Linked DNA regions of Mus musculus: region 1 is linked to region 2. A link is a contact called in public promoter capture Hi-C data. All regions are on one chromosome and are shown on one strand. Each heading gives the region's core, a stretch centred on a gene start, on an enhancer-like site or on the middle of the called end of the contact. The rest is flanking DNA. Distances are from core to core; before and after follow the strand shown.

Region 1 (6,711 bases), core at 878-3,377, 6.1 Mb before region 2:
AAGAAATGCGTAGGAAACGTGGGTCTCCTTACTACACAGCTTTACTGTGCAGCTAAAGCAGTAAGCTTGAACCCAGATTTGGGTTTCATTTCAAATGTGAATATTTGAAATTAAATATTAATTAAATTAAATATTTATACCGTGTGAGGAATATATAGGTAGCCCTCAGGAATGATTTGTCATGTCACTTTTTAATACTTCATCTTATTTTCTTAATTTTTTGATAAGGCATTTTTCTGTGTAGCTAAGGCTGTCCTGGAGCTCACTCTGTAGACCAGGTTGGCCTTCGACTCAGCCATCTGCCTGTCTCTGCCTCCCGAGTGCTGGGATTAAAGGAGTAAACTACCAACAGCTGGCTCATAGATTTTAAAAAAATCATTCAGTGTTGACTCAGTTTTTCCTTACCTAGCCCTAAACTCTAACACTAACCCTAAATTTTTCCTTACACTAAAACACAAGAGTTACAAATTTTAAATCAAAGTTGACTAATACATTGTAATGTGGAAAAAATGCCAATTCCAAGTCTTACAAGAGGTATTCCAGACAATCCTAGATGTCAGTCGAGAATGGCCGTCCTGAATTTTAACTACAGAAATATAGAAATGTCCTTTTTAGTGCATTCATTTTGTATTCTGGTTGAATCATTGAAGATGGTTATGAACATAATTTTGAAATAAAAATGATACAAGTTTCACTTTCCATTCAAGATAAAAAATAAACATGTGGGCTTGAAGTTGAGATGTTGTTTAGGATACTGCTGATCTATCTTTTAAATGACATTTATCGTAACACTTACAGTGGACTATCCTAGTAACCAGGTTATGACTAGCACATTAAATGATAGAGTCTGACATCTACGTTCATCCAGCAGGGTGACTCTTGGACTTGTCATCCTCCCACGGTGGCCATTTGTTCCATGTGAGTGCTAGTAACAGGCCTTGTGTCCTGTTAATGCTAACAGGTAGGAGTCAGTCAGAGGCCAAAACCCCTATCACAATTAGCATTAACAGCATACAGCCTTCAGCAAGCCTCCAGCAGCCAGAGGATAAGGGATATGCAACTTAAACCACACACTTCCCCTTCCTGGTTTGCAGCACCTGCAAAGAGAAAAAGAAATAGTTGTGTGTACGCACACAGTTAGTTATAAAGTAGAGTGAACGATTATGAATCTGAAGGCAAGGTAGACTTCAGCTTTGAAAGAAAAGAGCTCTGAAATGCTTCTAAGTAAATTTTGGAAAATTTTTGTAAGGTTTGCAATTTAAAAACTAATTATAAAATCAAACTTTAAATTCTGTGGAAATATTTGAATACATGTATCATTTTTAACACAGCCACGGTTCATAGTTCTACAATGCTGAAGTTCAAAGGACACAACTTCAGTTCTGGGTAATATTCTGACGTACATCCCACAGGTCACTAGGCAATTCAAGAAATCTCAGATATTTAGGATGGTACTTTATGATTTTTGAAAGTTAAAACTCAATGGATGAACCCATTTTGATTCTATAAATAGTAGTTGCGATTTTCACCTTATTCGTTTTTCTTTTTCTTCAAGATAGGGGGTACAGCCAGGGCAGGTCTGCCCTGAAAGGTATCTGAAAATGCTCCTGTTGTCCTCCAGTGATTCCTTTGGGGACTCACAAACCGGTGGCTTCAGTTTGACCCATGTAAAGGAAGTGCGCCTTAAAGAGCTCTGACTCAAGGGACTTGTCTCCAGCAGAGTGGTTTAGAAAAAGAAAAAAGATGAATTTGCTGTTTCCTGTTAGAGTTGGATTTTACTCTCTCAGATAAAGTGACATTTCTCCCACAAGTTTCTGGTTTCAGTGTTACTGTACGCGAACCTAGAAGTTCAAGCATCACTCAAGTCTGTGGTTCCCTTTAGGACCAGAGGGGAACCACCTTTTCTTTTCTTTAATAATGAAACCAGCTAGATGTAGAAATGTGATTAAGTTCAAAAGAAATGCATCAAGTTAAAAATTCCCCAGTGAATATATTTTGACAGGGCAGAATATCGTGGCTTGGAAATTTCCAAACCAAGGAAATATATCATACTTACTGATAGTATTTCTTTTTTAAACTTTGCTGTTTTCTCAGATGAGCTGGTTTCATGAGGAAAGTCTGTGAATTACACAGTTTCAATCTTGGATTTTATTTCAGCCAAAAGAAAGACTGTAATAATACCTTTTCTCTTCATAGTGCATTGAACTCAGTAAGTCCTCAGTAAATCTATTAAGATTCTAGTGTTCTACTTCATGCCATATTATTGACCCATTAGGGAGAATATATGCAACTGTGCATGTGTGCATGAGTGCCTACATAACCCCATTCCAATTTAAGTAAATAACTTATCTATAAGTTCTGTTTCTATCCTTTAAAGATACCATCTGAATAAAGGTATTACCAAGAATATATTTAGTATAGGTAGCCAAGGTTGCCCTATATAACCTAGGCTGGCCTTGAACTCATGACCTTACACTTCAGTCTCCCAAATTCTGGAATTATAGCCATATACCACCACATCTGGCTATATATATATAGCCATATATACATATATATGTATAGCCATATATACATATATATGTATATTACATATATACATACATGTGTGCACACATACACACCTATCTATCTATCTATCTATCTATCTATCTATCTATCTATCTATCTATCTATCTATCATCTATCTACATGAAAAGCCTAGGTTTGATTCCCAAGTACCACATACATGGACACTGGTGCAGCCTTTGATCTCAGGACTTGAGAGATGGACTTAGGAGGATCATGAGCTCAGGGCTGTTCCCAATTACTTATCACCTCTGGGGTCAGCTTGGGCTATATTGGACCCCGTCTCAATAAATAATAAAATATAATGTTAGGAATTGCTATTGCAATCAACTCTTTTGACCTTAGGTAAAAATCTCGACCAACCTTAAGCACTATATTTAGTTCAGACAAATCGTAAGTCCAGGTCCCATTCACTATGTGGCATATCACCATTTCTCTGTGGTATAGCCTAAACCTAAGGACATTCCAGGAGAATATAATTAGACTTTTCTTCAGGATAATATTTTGAGGTATAAGGGAGGCATAGAATGTCACAATCTGTCTAGTCTTGCTGATTTGCCAGGGAAAATGTTATCAGCTAAGGTACTCAGAGAAGAATATGTCCTATACTGGATCTTTTTATTTTTAGTAATTTTTTTGTGGTAACACACACACACACATGTATCTCACACATATAACACACACACACAGACACACACATACAGAGTAGGGTAGATGAACTTTTGGAGCTGTAAGAAAGGGCATCATATTCATACTCATCTTCAACTTTCATCATATACATATACACACATATATCTACATACATACATACATACATACATACATACATACACACATATACATACATACATACATACATACATACATACATACATACATACATACACACACATATACATACATACAAACAAACTTTGCCACTGTAACCAGTTTTAAGTTTCTGATTGAGTTATCAAAGACATCTGCATTCATTCCCACCTTTTCTCTCAAATGACTCCATTTGTTTTATGAGGGTCTCACTTTATGTTAAAATCATGAGTTGTAGGCCAAGTGTGGTGGCACACACCCTTAATCTTAGCACTCAAAAAGCAGAGGCAGTAAGGTTTCTGGGAGTTCCAGGCTACTCTGGTTTATATAGGGAGAGACTGTATTTCAAACAAACATACGTACAAGCAAACAAGCAAGAAAATCATGAATTAGATCCTCCTACAATTATATATATATGTATATACATGTGTATATATCTATGTGCTTATTTTTTTGTCTGGCTTATTCTTAGCACCAACCATTCGAGAGTTATCAAAGAAACTGCATGATGAAATATTTTCTTTATAGGAAGCCAGTGGTTGTATTTTTCACCAATACCATGTGGGACAGCCCTAGCTATTCACTTTGACATATACAAATTTTTGGAAACTGTTCCTTTGAGGTTCTGAAGTGAATGAATATCCACTTCTTTGGAAAAGCATGATTGTGTATTGATAGAGTAACACAAATTCTAGTTTTAAAGCCACTAGGTGAAAAGAAGGTCATATTTTGGACAATTAAAATGGTTTAATTCAGATGAGTTTATCTAATTTATCATCTAACAATCTATGTATCTATGTGTCTATGTGTCTGTCTATCTATCTATCTATCTATCTATCTATCTATCTATCTATCTATCTGTATCTATGTATCTATCTATGTATCTATGTATCTATCTATGTATCTATGTATCTATGTATCTATGTATCTATGTATCTATGTATCTATCTATCTATGTATCTATCTATGTATCTATCTATCTATCTATCTATCTATCTATCTATCTATCTATCTATCTATCTCTATCATCTATTAACTTGAAAAACATACTAATAGAGATAGAATTCATAGTTGAATCCTATGTGGATTACTAAAATCAATTGCATATCATTGCATTTACAAATCATCTGGATTTCCCACCAGAATTTACCCTGAACCTGCGTTTCTAAAGCTATGTTCTGGACTAGACCAGGGAAGTAGGGAGCGAAGGTTAAAGCAGCCGAGTAAAACATGAAGACACGGGGAAGCTCTGCACGAGTCATAGTTAACAAGGCTTTGGTTGCCTTTTGACCTAAGATGAAAGTTGAAGATGACTGTGAACACCATGCCCTTTCTTATAGCTCCTAAAGTTCTTCATCTGCTCTAGCCTGGCTTCTGTTCTCAGTCCGGAGTCTCTGACCATCAGAACCAATTCCTCCAGGGTGAGACAGGCTTCAGGGTGGAAGTTCCTACAGTGCAATGAGGAAGGAGGGGTGGGGTGGGGTTTAAGTCCTCAGTTAATTTGCACTTAATCGGTTAGTTAGCTAGTCATTGTGCAGAACAGAGGCGGAGGAGAAAGGACCCAGGTCTTGGTAGACAGCTTTTAATTGGATGAAGAAAGACTTGGACAAAAGTGACTGAGCATCTCCAGTCATTTTACATCCAACACAAAATAGTCACAGATGGAGCGGTTTGAGTGGTTTTAACCAAGCTTTGGTTGTTTTCTGTCACTTTAACCTCTGTTTTATACAGCATCATTAAAACGTATCTCAATAGTGCTTCGTGTAAAGACTTATCCTTTGCCTCGAGGGCGATTTCAGTTTCTGCTTTTCTAAAGCAGGGCCACATGAAGGTTACTGCATGTTTTCTGTAGACCTTTTCTATTCTGTCTCCCCTCTCAGTATCTGACTTTAAGGATAAGGGAGAAGGAATGAGTAGTATGCTAATTCGTCTTGAACACACGAGCTCCACGTGTTGAGAAAGATGTTTGGTGTGACCTGCTTCTGACATCTTCTACAGGATCAATAAGTCTTCTTGTCTCCGACTCTGCCTTGGAATCTACTTCTCCTAGGCGGGCTGCCTTGTCTGCTCTCAGCAGGCAAGGACGCACTTAGTTCTGATGCGATTTGATGTGCCAGGGTGGGATGGTACTCATAGGATGGGGGGCTTTCCCTTCTCTGAGGAGAAGAGGAGGGAGTAATGGGGGGAGGGGAGGGAGGGAGGCTGTGATTGGGATATAAAGTGAATAAATTAATGAAGAAAATACAAATTTTAATTTCTAAAACAAACAAAACAGTTGCTTTATGATAATAATCTGTATCCTGAATCAGGTGACATTACATTTCATATTTCTTTTACATTTAAGAAAAATCTTTATATAAGCCATTTCTGGGGGAGTTATTAATTCTTTACACCATAATATTTTCTTTCATAAAGCCCTTAATTCCTTCTCTGCTCTTATTTCTAGCTGAGACCTCTTTATTGAAAATGCCTAAAATTTTTATTAAGAGTTCCTTATTGAAAGGAGCCACAAGGACACAGAACAGCTTATATACAACATACTCTTATGTATTATGAAAAATTTCCAATAAAATTAATACATGCAAGCAAAAAAATACGGCATGCTTTTGAATCTTCTCAGAAGAATGGCACTATACTATATTGGGATCACTATGGAAATATATTGAGAGACCATCTAATTATGAATGCAAAAAGAGAAAGAATATTAGAAGATGATTCTGTTTTTCCCCATTTTATAGCTAGAATATTTTTATAAAATGACCCGTGGAACTGAAGTAGCCTTCCCAATAGCTCCATCATGGGTTATGATTAATATCAGATAAGGATGTGGAAAAAACAGGTTAGGATCTTTCCCTCCAGAGTCTGGGTGTGGAGAGTGCAAGCAGATAACGTGGAGTGGAGCTAGCCTGAGTTCAGCTTTCTCCCCACTTCACTGCATCACAGGGAGGAACCAACTTCCTTACTTCAGTGACCTCATGGGCTTAGTGCAGGCCCAAAGCTCTGCTAAGGCACTATGAAACAGACATGGGGAAAAACATGACAGGAAAAACAGGGAACAGGAGGGGAGAGTGCATTGATGAGATGAGGCCCACTGCTTTAGTCCTTCTTATTTCCTATTTATGCAAAGTCTTGCCATGTCTGGGCAAACTCTGTAATGCCACAACAGTAAGATTTTAATAAGATTTTTCTTAAAAAGTAAGATTTTTCTTCTTTTAATTTTTATTTTTTTGATAACCTCTATTTTTTCCCTTCATCTTTGGGGAAAAGGAAATGTATGGCAGTTACTAATTCTGTAGTATCATCACTCTTTAAGGTCACCTTCTCATGAACTTCCTCTGT
Region 2 (6,238 bases), core at 3,713-6,212:
GAGGAAAGGCCATACTGCAGTAAGGAGAAAAAGTTTGAGGAAGATGAAGGAGAGGAGGAGGAGGAGGAGGAGGAGGAGGAGGAGGAGATAGTGGTGGTGGTGGCTGGAATTTGACATACATAGTGTTAGAAAGGAAGACCCATACATAAACAGTATTTCAATTTTTTGGTTTGTTTGTTTAAGTCTTTGACTGAAGGTGAAACTGAGCATGTGTAGGGTGAGACCCCAAGAGGCTTGGGGAAAATTATCCAATAGAGAAAGGCTAACTACTACAGACTATAAGGCAAACATCTACTAGAACTCACAGGAACCTGAGTTGGTTGAGTTTTACTCAATTAGGGTACAGAGTCTTTCCCGAGCATCATGACATAGAATAGAGACCTTAGAAAGTCCTCGTCTAAGGACAGGATAAAGGAACAGCTATATGCACTTACAAACTGAGTTTAAAAACATGTTTGGAGACAATCAAGCAGAATGCCGCCAAAATAACTTCTAAACAAACTCCAAACTTTTCTAAAACTTTATATATACTCACTGTATCAGTTTCATAAAACTGGCATAACAAATTAAGGCATGTTTAATGGCCTAAGGCCATATCCATTTATTATCTCATGGTTGGCTAGGCATGGTTTCAATAACCATTTCTCCCACTGGCTCATAGATTTGAATGCTTGGCTACAGGGGAGCGGCACTATTTGAAAGGATTAGGAGGCGTGGCTTTGTTGGAGGAAGTATGTCACTGGGGGTTGGCTTTGAGGTTCTCAAAAGCTAGAAATCTCAGCTACTGCTGCGTTGCCTGGAGGCTGCCATTATCCCCCCCGCCATTTTGATAATAAACTAAACGTTGGAAACTGCAAGCCAGCCCCAATTAAATCCTTTCTTTTATCAGAGTTGCTGTGGTCGTGGTGTCTCCTCTCAGCAGCAGAACATTAATGGAGACAATGGGTAAAAAAAATATCCGGTAAAATGTATTTCAGTTGAATGCTCTGTTTTGGGTCCACTGAGGCTAAAATTAGGATGTCCGTAGGATGCTGAAACGAAGCCCAAGTTTTTCAGGTTGTTGGCTAAACATAGTTCCTCACAGACTAGGCCTGAGATCTCTACGCTTGCTGTTTCCTGGGGTTGGTGAGTTATATCTCTAGGATTCTCCCAGTTGGTTTGGCATAATCTTCTGAAGCGTTTCTGACATTAAAGATTCTGCTTCTAATGGTTTCTATGATTAGAGTCACATATTACTGTGCCTTACTGTACCGAAGGCTCCAAATACAGTGTTTTCCCATTAGTATCTCTCAAATAAACTGAAAGGTCGACTGAATTCTCTCAACATTTCCTTAAGAATGGCTAGATCTTCTGCTTCTCTTTGTGTGGAGATGTCTTTATTTTCAGAGCTACACTGGGTAAACAGAAATTTAGGAGTCCAGCTCTGTTTCCACCTGTGAAAGTCTTTATTCCAGGTTTTTCGGGTTTGTATGATTTCTAATAAGAAAACTGTAGCAGTTTCTCAACTCCTCTTTAAATGCATCTCTCTTCTCGGTCTACTTGATGGTTTTTCTCTTTTCCTTGTTGTTTTTCTTTTCATTATGTGTTCGTTGGGACTCTTTTGTCTAGCTTCAGGTTTGTTGAGCTTCTGAGATATGGCTGATACTTTTCATCAACTCTAGCTTGTCCCCCTCCCCCCACTGCCCTTCTCCTCCCTGCCGCCCCCAGTACTGCAGTCATACATGTGTGTTAGGTTGGGTGCTGTTATATCTGAGATCACTAGCACTCTGGGTTTTGTTCCTCTGTGTCTTCTCTCTGCATTCCTTTTCTTTCTGAACCCAGGTCTTTTCTTCTACAGGATCTGATTGGCTTTGAAAGCTGCCCAGTGACTCTTTCCTTTCAGAGATATTCTTTGCAACAACAGGAGCCCGCCCCCGCTGCTCCCCCTTTCATTTTCAAATAAAACTAGTTGTATTTGTGATTTCTGTACCACAGTAACACAAGCACCAGACTGAAACAACTTAGGTTTATTTGGTCTCAGGACTTCAGAAGGATTTCAGCTCATCCCACATCCCACGGCAGGGAAGGCATGGGAGGTGGTGCAGCTCTTGGAAGCTGATGTGAACTAAATGGCAGTGGATGTGTACATATGGGGAGAGTAGGAAACAGAGTCTTCAGTGCTGGGCCAGCACTAAAGACCAGGCTAATAATATTCAGACTTCCTCCCAGTGATCCACTTCTACTAGCTGGGTTCTGCCTCCAGAAATTTTCGTGGTCCCTAAAACAGTACCAACCGCTAGGATACACAAGCCTTCAGATCATGAACCTATGGGGACTGCGTCTTAGATTTAAGCCATAGCGGGTATCAATTCACTAAGAGTATATCAACGATTCTCAGTGTCTAAAGTTGCATAAGCACTGAGGGAACACATTTGGCAATTTCCTTTTTAAACTGAATGGGAATTTGAGTTAGTGGTGTGGTACTTGTGCAACTCACATGGATTTGATCCTCACATTCACACGTACCCTGACACAAAATAAGCAAATGTTCACCATATCATCTAGCAATTCTGCCCTAGTTATTTACCCAAGAGAATAGAGAGACAGATAACATAGAGCCACCGATCTTGAAAGCTTATCGGTTATGAGAACTGATGAATTATGATGTAACTCATCAGTGCCTCAAAAAAGCAGCCAATGTCCATGTTGATGGAGTGAAAGTACAAGAGTCAGTAACACTGACTTCATGCGGCCTCGCTACAAGTGCAGGATTTCCGGTCCTACCCCAAATTCCCTAAATATGTACCTACATCCGAAAACAGCACTCAGATCTGTGGACCTGCAATGGCTTCAAGGTGTGGGTAAAGAGCTTTCTATGTAAGTATGAGGACCAGAGTTCAGTTGCCCAGATCCAAGTGTAATGGCTACTCTTGGTTGTCAACTTGACTATACCTGGAATGAACTACAATCTAGAATTGGACAGCTTACCTGTGATCCAGATCTTGAGGCTGGAAGACACAAGCTTCTGACTTGGATCTTGGCATGGTGATCTTAAGGCATAGCGGCCATGAAAAATTTAGGCCCAGCCAAGGTAGTACTGGCCTTTAATCCCAGGAGATTAAGGCAAAGAGATCTCTTAGTTCAAAGTCATCCTGGGACAAAACAAGTCCCAGACTCAGTTGTGCCAGCACACACCTTTAATCTGGGCCACACCTTCTGCTGGAGACCTACATAAGGACTTTGGAAGAAGGAAGAATCATTCTTCTTTGCCTGCTTGCACTTACTTGCCAGCACATCTGTTGAAACCTACTTCTACAGAAGGCAAGCTGAAACAACTAGCCTTGTGGGACCGAACAAATACTAGATTCCTGGACTTCCCATTCACAGCTGACCATTGTTGGGTTAGTTGGACTACAGACTGTAAGTCATCACAATATATACATTCCATAAGTTCTGTCACTCTAGAGAACCCTGACTAACACACCAGGAGAAAACAAACAAACTTAACACATTTACTGCAACATGGGAGCTGGAGACAGGGAGATCATGAGAAGCCCACTGGCCCACTAGCCTACACTACACACCTATGAACAGCAATGAGGCCCTTTCTCAAACAAGATTTAAAAAAAAAAAATGAGGACAGACATCTGAAGTTGTCCTCTGAGCTCCACACACATGCCAGGATATGATCATGCACACATCATACACACCACATATACAAACATACACATACAAATATAAACTTTGTAAAAATCACTTTAATTAAATAAATGAGTAGAATCCAAAATGCAAGATATTTAACACACCCCAAATTTTAATATGCATAGGGGGCAGGGACCTATAAAATATTCATTATTATTATTAATGGGGGGGCGTGTCCTGGTGACTGTGGGACACTCTTGGAGGACAGCTTTGTGGAGTTAGTACTTCCGTTCCACTGGGAATGGAGCTCAGGTTGCCAGGTTTGCCATAGCAAACACTCCCCCTCCCCCATCCCACCTCATGCCACCCCCGCTGAGGCACCTCAGGTCCATGGATCTGGGGGTCTTTTTCAGAGCAAGGTATTGATTTCTGGATTCTGCATTTGTAAAAACGCCACATGGGGTCTTTGAGTCATCCACCACACTTCGGTAGCATGGGCACAGATGACTTTTTTGAGTCCTTGATTAGTGGCTTTACCTCCGCAGCCTTGAGTTCAAGCTCCAGTTTTTGTTTCTAAGAAACTGCGATAAAGGGTTAGTCACCACTAAACTGCAAGAGCCGAGTTTCCTGTTTCTCTTCTGTGGACTGTTGAGAAAGACTAGCATAGCAAACGTAACTGAAAGTATTGCGTAGACTTGTGGCCTAGGCAAGGCTTAAGGAGTCAAGCAGATGATGAAAGTACATTTACATACTAAAAAAAAAAAAAGTTTAGGAAAGGGGTAGACTTAAAAACAAGAGGCGGAGCCTCGGGAATGTTTTCCGTGGATGTGCATGGGAGGTACCACATCGTGATACATAATTCGAAGAAAAGATGCTCTGCTTCTAGAATTATACCTAAATCGGGATATCTGAATTATCAACTTTTATCTCATTCAGAAAGTCAACCAACATGAAACAGGAGTTCAAGGATAATACTTGGTTCAGGCTCCTGGTTTTGAAGCAATACACTCCCCACGCGTGTGTGCCTTTCTCCTCCTCCACCCCTCAGGCTTAGCCGTGGGCCCATTCCTGCAATCCGCAAGTGGCTGGAGTTTTCAGGGGCTGCAGGGAGGCGGGCCGGACGGGTCCATGTGCGCCACGCGGAGGGGAGCGAGATGCTCTCCGCGGAGGCGCAAGAGGATGCGCACGGGGGCGCGGGGCGGCGCGGGGCGGGCGGAGGGCGGCTACACTCCCTGCGCTAGGGTGGCCACGTGGGGCCCTGGGGCTGTGGGCTGGCCCGGCCGCTCTCCCCGTGGGCGGCTCGGGGTGGCGCAGGCGGCCCGGGCGGGGCGGAGCGCGCTGCTGTCTGCGCTGCGGCGCCGGCGGAAACAATAGTGCGGATCGGATCGTGGCGCGCGGACGGTGGCCCGCGGAGCCGGACGGTAGAGGTCCTTCTCTGAGCCGCTCTGGTGCTCAGGACCAGTGCCGGGACGGACGGACAGACGAGACGGATCCCACGCCGTGCCGGACGCCCACGATCCTCGAGTGGCGTCCCCGGGACCCTCCGGTCCGTGGCTGAAGAGTCTCCGACGTGAGCCGATCCTTCCCGGGTGTCCCAGTCCCCACGTGCGTCTTGCCGCGGCGGAGCCGGGGAGCCGGGTAACCGAGTTAGCGGGACGCCTCCAGACGCTCACCCAGAAGTTGGCAAAGCCGCGTCCCAGCGGCTCCTTCTGGCCACAGCGACCGACCCGAAGTTGGTTGACAGGCCGGGTGTCTGCCGGCGCGACCCGGGAGGCGGGTGTCTCCTGTGGGCAGCCCTTTTGCTTTTTCGCAGTAAAACTGTGATACTGTAACTCCAGGTATGGCGATGCTTGCCTGACAGGGCTGTTGCAAACGCCTCCTTTTTCGGTTTTTGGGGGGGTTTTTGGTCGGTTACTGCAGGCCATAAGCAAGTTTTTGCCGTTGTGTAACTTGCTCCTTTCTCTTTCCTCATAGGGGCACTATGAACGAAGAGGAGCAGTTTGTAAGCATTGACTTGAATGATGACAACATTTGCAGTGTTTGTAAACTGGGAACAGACAAAGACACGCTCTCCTTCTGCCACATTTGCTTCGAGCTAAATCTCGAGGGTAAGGATTCTGCGGTTTTAACTGCGTGCCGCGTACTACTTTGTGCAACTTAGGCTGAGATGTTTGGAGGTAACACTGCAACTGCTTGAAAGCCTAGAGATTGTCCTAAGTGAAGATCTGCTAAGGGTTTCTGGAAATGAAGCCAGAGTTAACAATAGTTATGAGTCGAGGGAAATGTTTGTCTTTATAACAGAATGTTAAGCTCCTTTTAACTAATATGAAATGAAGTGCAGGTATTGTCTGATAAACATTTAAGAATCAACATGACCGTACACGTGGGCAGATATAATTTTACTCCTTTCTGCCAAACTTAGTCTCTATTTTTCCCATCATGTGGTGAATTTTAACTAACTTTTATTTTTTTAAGTTGTTTATATCAGATTTTAAATAACTTCCTTTAATATTAATAATCTTTTTAAAAAAGGACTTTTCAATTCTTTCGATGCCAGTACCATTGTGAGAATGTGTAAAAGAAATGCTTGAGAAATTAAACCTTTTGCTGAAGGTTG

The links. Promoter capture Hi-C pulls out the DNA fragments that hold promoters and counts their contacts.
Region 1: a promoter capture Hi-C map of pre-B cells shows a contact between it and region 2. The contact joins the promoter of Mir155hg here to the promoter of D16Ertd472e in region 2. A contact is called at or near these places in 2 of 39 promoter capture datasets (cranial neural crest and pre-B cells) and 1 of 484 Hi-C or Micro-C datasets (B cells).

Annotation. Positions count from the first base shown.
Region 1 is chr16:84,708,439-84,715,149 of GRCm38.p6, reverse strand. Mir155hg (Mir155 host gene (non-protein coding)) reads right to left here and starts at 2,127. Exons shown (of 2, transcript NR_132106.1): 1 at 2,057-2,127; 2 at 1-1,097. Mir155 (microRNA 155) reads right to left here and starts at 1,010; the gene lies at 946-1,010.
Region 2 is chr16:78,575,412-78,581,649 of GRCm38.p6, reverse strand. D16Ertd472e (DNA segment, Chr 16, ERATO Doi 472, expressed) reads left to right here and starts at 4,962. Exons shown (of 5, transcript NM_001252439.1): 1 at 4,962-5,226; 2 at 5,596-5,729. The coding sequence starts at 5,603.